2 separate regions of the Mus musculus genome follow, and region 1 is linked to region 2. The links are chromatin contacts, called in public HiChIP or PLAC-seq maps. All regions are on one chromosome and are shown on one strand. Each heading gives the region's core, a stretch centred on a gene start, on an enhancer-like site or on the middle of the called end of the contact. The rest is flanking DNA. Distances are from core to core; before and after follow the strand shown.

Evidence for each region. HiChIP or PLAC-seq counts read pairs in DNA pulled down with a chosen protein or histone mark.
Region 1: a contact with region 2 is called in an H3K27ac HiChIP or PLAC-seq map of embryonic stem cells, with 6 times the contacts expected there. The contact joins the promoter of Nkiras1 here to the enhancer-like site in region 2. A contact is called at or near these places in 2 of 39 promoter capture datasets (cranial neural crest and embryonic stem cells), 1 of 15 datasets of contacts at CTCF or cohesin (large pre-B cells), 4 of 484 Hi-C or Micro-C datasets (cerebral cortex, cortical neurons, palatal mesenchyme and 1 more) and 2 of 115 datasets of contacts at active chromatin or transcription factors (astrocytes and embryonic stem cells).

The regions. Positions count from the first base shown.
Region 1 is chr14:18,267,976-18,273,420 of GRCm38.p6, forward strand. Nkiras1 (NFKB inhibitor interacting Ras-like protein 1) reads left to right here and starts at 3,161. Exons shown (of 4, transcript NM_023526.4): 1 at 3,161-3,348. It overlaps Rpl15 (ribosomal protein L15), which reads right to left and starts at 3,011. Exons shown (of 4, transcript NM_025586.3): 1 at 2,984-3,011; 2 at 2,304-2,485; 3 at 1,932-2,068; 4 at 1-1,341. The coding sequence starts at 2,475. The coding sequence ends at 1,036.
Region 2 is chr14:16,433,505-16,438,182 of GRCm38.p6, forward strand. Rarb (retinoic acid receptor, beta) reads right to left here. Exons shown (of 8, transcript NM_011243.2): 5 at 3,230-3,406; 6 at 1,550-1,754; 7 at 661-819. Among named protein-coding and RNA genes, the nearest start is that of Top2b, 71 kb to the left of the region's middle. Within about 2 kb of position 1,252, at least 60 of the 459 cell types and tissues checked have an H3K27ac peak or open chromatin away from gene starts, as enhancers often do. A contact at or near this core is called in cortical neurons and embryonic stem cells, where this site is marked.

The sequences.
Region 1 (5,445 bases), core at 1,911-4,410, 1.8 Mb after region 2:
ACCAATTTAATAAAAGCATCAATTAGATTTTGAGACCAAGCCAGCTGTTCGGGGACAATACCATTTCTTCCACACTCAAAATCACTTTGGGAAACTACTCCAAGGCATCGCACAAATAGAAATAAAAGTGTGGTTAAGTATGGCCTTTGTGAAATGTCAACATCCAGGCAGTTACCAGCCACTACCCATAGGTAGATTGTAAACGATGAAATAACACTACCAAAATGGACTATTCTTACCCATGATGAATTGACTGGAATAGAGAAAATTTCTCTATATTGTAGGTAGTCCTGGAACCAGAGAGCCATCTGCCTCTGCACACACCAGCTGCTAGAAAAGCTTAATGTCTGCAAGCTTAATCAAACTTATATTTGCTTGGTTGATATTAACTTGCAACCACAACCAAGTTTACAAATCTAATGGAAATAATCTGCCCTAAATAAGCCCTACTACATCCAATGTTCAACCTTCATCTCCAAATCCATACTCTAGATCCAACAGAAAGTGAAACCTCTTCCAACAAATTTACCTGGTCTTCTGAAAATAACACTGGATTCAATTCTCAAAATGTGGGTTATAGTTGATCTCACTTTTCTATGCACAAAACAGGTTTTGAAACCCTCTCTTCCTACACATTTCTAAGCAAAATCCAACTCTATAAAGTTTGTACTCATCAAACTCCCAAGCAGCCACTTCAGTGAACCAAAAGATGCCATCGTAAAGCTGTAGATTCTATCTCATGCACCAACACATCCAGGGTCAGTTTCAGGACTTTTTACCTCTTACAGGGTCTTACACACAGAACACCACTTGGCACAAACACTATATACACTTAATCTCATAAGCAGATAATGCAAAGTACATCAGAAACAAGATATGCCATCACCTGCAGTTTTCAATTATTGCACTTAACTTCTACATTTTCACAGAACACTCATGACAATCTGTAGACTAGTTTTAACAAATAACACCTTTAAGCAGAAATGACTGTCCTAAATTGTTTATTGGATATGAATTTTACAAATATCACGTGTATTAGCGGTAACGGTGGAGCTGGAGAGTATTGCGCCTTCTCCAGGCTGCACGGCGGGAACCACCAATAGTGTGGTGGAACTTGTGGCCCTTTCCAAGGCCACGGCTCTTTCGGCCAGCAGATGTCAGCCCACGCATTTCTCTGTGTTTGTGGACTGGTTTGGTGATCCACTGGGTGTCAGGATTTCTTCTGATAGCTTTATGGAACGGATCAATGAGGATAACCTCAAAAAATTTATATGTGGAATCTTCACCAACCCAGTAGGAATTCAGGACTCTCAAAGCCCCACAATGGCGCCCAGCTCTCTCCTAAAATATGCAGAGAAAGACCAGTCAGTTTCCTGTAAACTAGACAAAAATCCTTCTAACTCTGGGTCATGAGACTGAAGCAGGCCAGGTCCCCACACACCTTAAGAATTAGACTAGCTTAAATGACAGACATGTAGACAAAAGCACATAACTTTTTTTCTCCCTAAAAACCAGACATGAAATTGAGTGCTGTCCTAGTCCCCTTCAGCAATAGGGATCAAGCCCATAACCCTATACATTAATTCAACAAATGAAAAAAAAAGTTCTAGCTTGTGGAAAGGGGGCTCCTACAACCATTTATCAACCTAAGAGTAACTGATCACAGAATATTAGCAATGTAAATAAAACAGAATGGCCCAAAATTTTACAGTCTTCCAAAAGCATAGGGTCTGTAGAAACTAGTCCAGAAACCCAAACCCCTTTCCGCACATCCTCAAGCAAAACAGTAACAATGAGTACCGATAGTGACTAAGTACAAAACAACTCCATCCCCACCTTATACCGAGGGAAACTCCACCGGCTTCCCCGTTTCTTCCTAGCCCACCATTCCTAATGGGTTGTCAAGACAATCGATACTCCCAACAACTCACCTCAGCAACAGACTGAAGGCTTCGGGCAAATTTCAGCTGGTTAACACCATGGTGGACAGGCTTGCCGTAAGTTGCACCCTTAGGAACTGGGCGTTTACGACCACCACGGCGGACACGAATCCTGTAAATGACATAGCCTACACAAACAAACAAAACAACCCAACCACCAATACGTTAGACTAAGTTAAGACTTTCCAATGCTTCCTTTTAATTACAAAGATAGACTATGTAGACTAAAGTATATCTGTAACCTATATCACATTTAGCATAGCTAAATCAGGCAGGTTTTTTGGGGGGGGGGGCACTTCCAAACTGAGGCCCGCCGACTTTTCTGGGAGTGTTATAGACCACCCACATCGTGACCTCACGCACCTTGCTTAGCCTTGTATCCCAGTCTTCGAGCTTTATCAGGCCGGGTGGGGCGGGGAGCCCTGTGCAGCGCAGAGAGCTGGCGGTATTGCCAACAGCGGACCCTCAGAAGAAAGCGCATCACGTCGGACTGCTTCTTCCTCCATAGCTCCTGGATGTACTTGTATGCACCCATCTTGGCTCACCTTTTGAGAGGAAGAAGCAAATCGAAAGAGCGATCGCTGTCAAGGACATTGACTACGGCCTCTCCATCCTTCCTGGAGCCCCACCGTCCACCGGGAATGAGAAGGGCTCTGCAGAGGCAGCAAGGCGCAGGGCCGGCTGGGCGGGACTGACTATTCCATACTCCCGGAGGCCGCCAGAACTGGCAGCAGGGTTATAACCGCCACCGCGAGTAAGACCAGGAGAGCTTCGTCCCACCCGGGCGGCCTGATGAGAGGCAAGCCGAGGCCACGCTTCCATCCCACGCCTCCTTCAGTCCCCGGCCCAGCTCGGATCCTGCCGCCATTGCGTCTCTCAAGCCTCCCGGACGGCGGCGTATTCGTACCCTCTCCACCCCGTATCCTCACTAGGCGCTCGTGCGAGGCAGAAACTCCGAGGCCGTAGGGTCGCCGGGGTCGGATGGCTGAAGACTAGCGCGATTCGCGACGGATAGACACACAAACACCACCCCGCCGCCCTACCTGATGGCTGCCGCCAGAGGAAAGGAAGAAGGCTTTCTCCCACAATCCCTTTTGTGGCTCCTCCTCCCACCCCGGCGACCCTCCTTCCGGTGGGGCATTGTAGCCGCACTGTGCCTCTTGGGGCTTGTAGTCCCGACATCCAACCTGGTGGGCGGAGTCAGGCTGGGACAGCCCGCCGCTTCCGGATGCTCTCCCAAGCTCTCAGCAGTGCTCCTGAGCTGCCAAGGCTGCGGAAAGTGAGAGGCGGCGAGTTTGCTTACGTCACGTCAAGGGGCCGGAGGAAGCAGGTCGGGGACCGGCTCCAGAGGGACGCCTTCGGACCGCGGTGACCTGCGTGCTGCTGTCTCACTGCCCTGCAGTGTCAGGTTGGTGTTTCCACCGGCGCCTCGCTCCGTGATCTCGGAGCACAGTGACCGCAGGACGGCCGTGACTTGGTCGTAGGCGAAGTGGTACGCGTGGACCTTGCGTGTCCTTAAGGCCGGCCAGGGACTTTGGACTTGCGCGAACCAGGCTAGTGGGTGGACTGTGGTGCCCGTCCCCCTCTGAATTTTCCGAGGTGCCCGGGGACTTGATTTTATAGGCGTTTTTAGGATAGCAAATTGTTCATTTGCCATGACCCGTTTCAGGAAGAAATGCTGGCATTCTGCACTGCGTTCTTTATTGAGAAGTAATGGTGTATTGGAGTTTTTGTAGTTCCAGAATTTTCTATTTTCATACAGTTGTGTGGTTTTAATAAACTACGCTTGTTTGTGGCAAAGGTTTTGGGAATCATGTTTACCTTTTCCATCAATCTGTGGCTCTTCTTATCTTTTAGAATAAATGGCAGCTTTAGCATTTTAAGAGTCCTCACCTGTCCTATTTAAAAATTCAACAGATGTATTGCTTAATATGCGTGGAGCTCAGTCTCAGCTGCTGGTGATGCAGCTCAGACAACATACAAGTTCTAGCCTTGGGAGCAAGCGTTAACACTATGCTATGTATTGCTTTTGATGCCAAGTGTAAAGGACACACATTGAAGGAGTGGAGGGGTATTGAGCGGTACAGTGTCTCAGCGTCCTGGCAAGTGGAGCCTGGACGAGGTGGGGTTGGGGTGCGGGGGGGGGGGGGGAGGGGCAGTAACTGACTTTTTTCTCTTTTAAGCACATCTGGTGGAGCTTGCAAGTTAGCATGGAGTGAAGGATATGAATTCTTTTAGGACAGTCTTCAAAAATTTTTTAACGTTTATTTTTAGGCTATGTGTGTTTATTTATGTGTGTTTACTTGGATGTATGTTTGTGCACGACCACCTTTGTACCTGGGGCCCACTGAGGTAGGTGGAAGTGGTTGAAAACTTCCATGTAGGTGCTAGGAACTGAACCCTGGGGGCTCTGCAAGAGCCGCCAGTGTTCTAATTGCTGAGCCTCCTGGATGATTTTTTTTTTTTTAATAATGCTGAAGAATAAATTACAAGTCTGTGAGTGTAGTTCAGTAGTAATGTGTTTCATTGATGTGCAGAGACACCATGACCAGGACAACTTTTATAAAGGAAAACATTTACTTTGGGGCTGGCTTACAGTTTCAGAGGTTTAGTCCATTATTATCATAGCAGGAAACATGGCAGCATGCAGGCAAACATGGTGCTGGAGAAGGAGCTGAGAGCTCTACATCTTGATCTACAGGCAGCAAAGAGAGGTGTGCCTCACTGGGCATAGTTTGAGCATGGTAGATCTCAAAGCCCACCCCCACCCCACAGTGACACTCTTCCTCTAACAAGGCCTTACCTCCTTTTTTTTTTTTTTTTTTTTTTTTCCATTTTTTATTAGGTATTTAGCTCATTTACATTTCCAATGCTATACCAAAAGTCCCCCTTACCCACCCACCCCCACTCCCCTACCCACCCACTCCCCCCCTTTGGCCCTGGCGTTCCCCTGTACCGGGGCACACAAAGTCTGCGTGTCCAATGGGCCTCTCTTTCCAGTGATGGCCGACTAGGCCATCTTTTGATACATATGCAGCTAGAGTCAAGAGCTCAGGGGTACTGGTTAGTTCATAATGTTGTTCCACCTATAGGGTTGAAGATCCCTTTAGCTCCTTGGGTACTTTCTCTAGCTCCTCCATTGGGAGCCCTGTGATCCATCCATTAGCTGACTGTGAGCATCCACTTCTGTGTTTGCTAGGCCCCGGCATAGTCTCACAAGAGACAGCTACATCTGGGTCCTTTCAGTAAAATCTTGCTAGTGTAAGGCCTTACCTCCTAATAGTACCTTTACTCTTTGGGTAAAAGATTGAAACACATGAGTCAGTGGGGCCATACTTATTCAAACCTCCACAATGTGCTTAGTAGTTAGGAATCAGAAACCAAACCTCAAGGTTTTAAGTTGGGGTACAGATCGCTGAGAGGAAGGGTTAAAAGACAATACAGAATACCAGGACTGAAGGGACTCTGGCCAGCTTGAGTGTATTGAGCGTGGCAATGGAAGAAG
Region 2 (4,678 bases), core at 2-2,501:
GCCAGGCAAGAATTCCTGTACTCAGAAGAAGTGCCTACACCAGAGCTGCAGCCACAGTGACCTTCATTTGCCTAGGGTTGTTAGGGTGCCATGGAAAAATAGGCTGAGTGTATAGAAGCCTAAGTTATTTGAAAAGCTGGAATGAAATGTACGGAATCAAAAATAAAACCTGGAAAAAGGGAGCGGGGGTGAGGGCTCAGAGCTTGCTCTGAAAGTTGCTTGACTGAGTTGGTGCCCTAGAAAGGTCACAGAGATTGAGGGAGAGAAGTGACTCCATGTAATTGTCCTTTAACCTCCAAGGGCATGCATATGAGCCCCAGCAATAATAACAGTCTTAAAAAACACATCATCTCTGAAGAGTTGCTCTTCTACCCAGCCATCCATTCTAAAACAATTATCTCTTAATATCACTGGGTAGTGGTATCTGCTTTCTGCTTTTACTATCTCCCACCAGAGACACCATCAAAATGTCTTCCTTAGGAAACCTGAGGTGCTCTTAACTACACACACATGAGTGCTCAGACAAGGCTAATTCCTTTTGATTTCTATGAGATAGACATCCCAACTTAAGCAATAATGGGACTCCTGATATTAAAATATGGGCTTTAAAAAGCAAAAGTTGGCCAAGCTCTGTTCTGCTTTCCACCTTTGAAGACATACCTTTCGCGCTGATGCTGCGGAGATCTGTGATTTTCATTAAGATCTTTGGAAACATGTGAGGCTTGCTGGGTCGTCGTTTTCTAATGTAAATCTTTAGTGCTTCCAGCAGTGGTTCTTGGAGCTTGTCTACTTTTGTTGGTTCCTCAAGGTCCTGGCGGTCTGGATAGCAGGAGAAAGTATTCAGTGTTTAGTGATCAGACAGGCTCAGAGACTGCTGGCTATCTTTCCTTGTCTCCTATTCCTCCTGTAAAGTGGCTTTATTTGGTGACTCAGTTGTACACTAAATTGAGTAAATGCAATTGCTTTAAGCAGTGACACTTGAAGATGCCCCCTTAGTAAGCTCATTTGATGTCCACTTGCTCAGGCCCAGAGGCAAGAATTACCTCTCATGGCCAGATGGTGTCAGTATTGAGCTGAACAAAAGAACCCTGGGCAGCCTGTAAAAGCCAGGTAGATAACCTTTCCCCTTCATTACAACCATTACTTTTGAACTAAAGTTGGCTTCTGGTTAGCCAGCAGGGGTCACTACAAAGAAGGGGCCATACTTTATTCCAGCCCACCAGGTAGGCACCTGTATGGTGGGGAAGACCAAGAGGTGATTTGAATTCAAATAACATGTGATTTGTGTAGGTCATCACTAAAATGTCCTTAGGCACACAGCAGTACAATCCTGCTTTTACAAAAGCACCTGTTTCCCACAAGAGAAACAGAACAAACTCATTTTGGCATTTCTTTTGTTTTGGCAGAAGGAGCTCAAACACCAGTACTTAGTTTGCAACAGAAAGAAGTACAACGCCTTTCTCATGCCAAAGAACCCCAGTGGAGATCTCTTCTGTGCCTTTGTAATTGCTCTGTTGGGGTCTGGTGACGGTTTCTAAGGAGTCAGTACCTCCACAGATTAAACAGATGGCACTGAGAAGGCCTGTTTCTGTGTCATCCATTTCCAAAGGCAGGAGCTGGTTGGCAAAGGTGAACACAAGGTCAGTCAGAGGACCGAAGCCAGCATTGTGCATCTGAGTTCGATTTAGTGTAAGGCCATCAGAGAAAGTCATGGTGTCTTGCTCTGGGGTATACCTGGTACAAATTCTGAGAATCTGGAAGAAAAAAAAGTATGCATGTACACTTGCTGCATCATTTATGACGGCCTGCCCTGACAGCACTGACCAGATCTATGGTAGAAGAAAAAGGAGCCTGGGTCATCTGGACAGTATGCCCCACTGTTGAGGTTGATAGGAATAATATGTAGGACTCACATTTTGAGAAATAACTTTTTACTAAAATAAATCATCATTTGATTGAAATATCTATTTCTTGAGTACTTACCTCTCAGGCACTAAGCCAGGTACTAGTGCAAAGAAGATTAACAAGATTCTATTTTCAAAAGTTTAGTCAACCAAAAATAAGTAAGGATGATCCTTACCAACTGTGATAGCTAATCTTCATGTCGACTTTATGGGATCTAAACTTGCTATGGGAACACACATACTTCTAGGCATGTCTGAGTGATGGTATTTCACAAGGGCTAAACTAATCAGACAAGATGTACCCTGGATGTGTGTGGCACACACTCCAGAGACTAGGAGCTTTCAGACTGAAAACAACAACAACAACAACAACAACAAAAAGCTGGCATTTTCTTGACTCTGGGTACAATGTGGCCAGTTGCCTCACAGTCCTACATACATGGCTTTCTTATCATTGTGGCTTCTATTCTCAAACCATGAGCTCAAATAGAACTCCCTTAACTTGTGTCTTTCAGATATTTGGTTGTATCCACAGGAAGGTAACTATAAGAAGTCTTTATTAGATACTTAGCATGCCCTATACCCAGTCTTTCAGATGAACATCCTATAGTTTAAGCTGAGGGGTAATGAATCTGACTCAAGGAAAGCCCTCTTATAATACAGTGTGTTTGTAGCTACACAGCCATCATGCCATAGACAGGAACAGAGGCAGCAGACTGCAGGGGTTAGGAGGAAGTCAGGGTCAGAGTTGGGGAGAGGGTGTTTGCACCCTACCATGGAACGCAAGTAGATTCTCTACTCTAGAAGGTACTCCCTCCTTGTGCTTATTGTTACTGTCCAGACCTACATGTGCTCCATACCCTCTGCCACATCATCCCACAGAACGCCTGCCTTCTCTCACCGTAAAGGCCTTAGGCCTGGTGAGCTCCAGCAGTCTCCAGTCCTTCCCTAGGGCCTACCTGGTCTACAAAAGGGTATACAGATACTAGGTAGCAGGCCATCACTGAAGGCCAGTGAGGAGTCACTCTCCTGATCATAATGGAGAGGGATACAAGGAAGGAAAGTCCTATCAAATCCCAGAGACCTCTGAATTTTTGTCAATTCAGTGAAATTCCAACATCTGGAAAGGATTCTCCAGATCTAGAAAGTAACTGAGAAGTGGTCTCCTCAGAAGATCCTAGAAGCCTCCAACTCCCTCTTCCTTCCTTCCTTCCTTCCTTCCTTCCTTCCTTCCTTCCTTCCTTCCTTCCTTCCTTCCTTCCTTCCTTCCGTCTTCTCCTTCCTCCTATCCCCTCCTTCCTCCTAGAGTTCAGAAAAGATCCTACCAAGATATCCAAGCAGGCGGCTTTGAGCAGGGTGATCTGGTCTGCGATGGTCAGACCTGTGAAGCCCGGCAGACGCTTGGCGAACTCCACGATCTTAATAATGCACTTGGTGGCCAGCTCACTGAATTTGTCCCAGAGGCCCAAGTCCAATCGGACCCGGTGGTCAGCGCTGGAATTCTGAGAAGGTGGGAGAAGAAGAAAGGGAAGAGGAAAGTGAATGACAGCATGGTGTCAGGACATAGGGACGAGGGGGCTCATATTTGCTTTCTCGGAGTGACCTCGGATTCCTGCTTTCAACTCCACAAGCTGTTTACAGCAGCCTCAAGACAGCCAGGGAATGAATGAGGGCAAGTTTCCCTGTGTGCTTATCCACACGTAATGAAGGAATGACAGACCTACTGTGGTATATGTGCTGCCTCTAGACATGGATCATCACTGCTCACTACCGCCATGTGGGTATCCTAAGGAGAACATACCACCGGGCTTCAGTCTGGCCTACATCAAACTTGAGCCAGATGAAACCTCTGCATCTGCTCATAGGACACACAGGAACATGGTGAGCAGCGCAACAGCCATGCTGAGCCCCAGATACTATGTAAAGCCAAGGAGCCACTCTTGACAGTGCACAGGAGCAGCTGCGGAGAGGAAGCCAATGTTCAATAATGTTACGGTGCTCAATAATGACTATGTAGTGAGTGGGAAGGTGCCATCAACAAAAGGAGGCAGGCACACATCTGTGGCCGCCAATAGCATTGTACTAAAGGGAGGAGACAGATACACAGGACCAGATCATTGTAGAAAAGGTGATACCGCACTGGTGGAAGGATAGGGCAATGCCTTCAGGGGACTGTGGGTGGGGCAGGCTGTCACAGGTGAGGAGGGAGCCTTTCTATAATGTTGAGAAGAGTCTGCAACATGCCAATTCATACCTTCTTAGAAGATGACACATTATATCATGAAAATTATACTCCAGAAGCTAAACTTAGATAAAACAAGATAGCTACAAGACGTTTATTGGAGGAGGTGGAAACCTTCTCTGAGCTCCATTTCAAACAAATAAAGAAGAGAGACTAATAAACAGGAGAAAGTGCAAAGTATGAACAGTAAAGTGTTCAGGAGGCTTGTTTTATTTAATGGTGGCACTGTGGTTTGCAAGCCATGCTTAGAAAACACCTTGAGTCACACAAGGGTAGGATGCTGGCTGCTTGGTATATGCAACAGAATAAGGAGAATATTAACCACTGAGTCAGGGGTCTAAGGAACCAGGACATAGCCTACAGTGGCCACAGACACCATTACAGGGACATGATGGAACAGAAGGTAGCTTGCAGTGACCATAGCAACAGTATACTATTCAGCCTCCATGATGCACTGAAATGTCTCCTAAGAAAAACAAAGGTCAAAAAGTGACACTCAACCATGTATGATGTCACATCTAAAGGCCTGGGC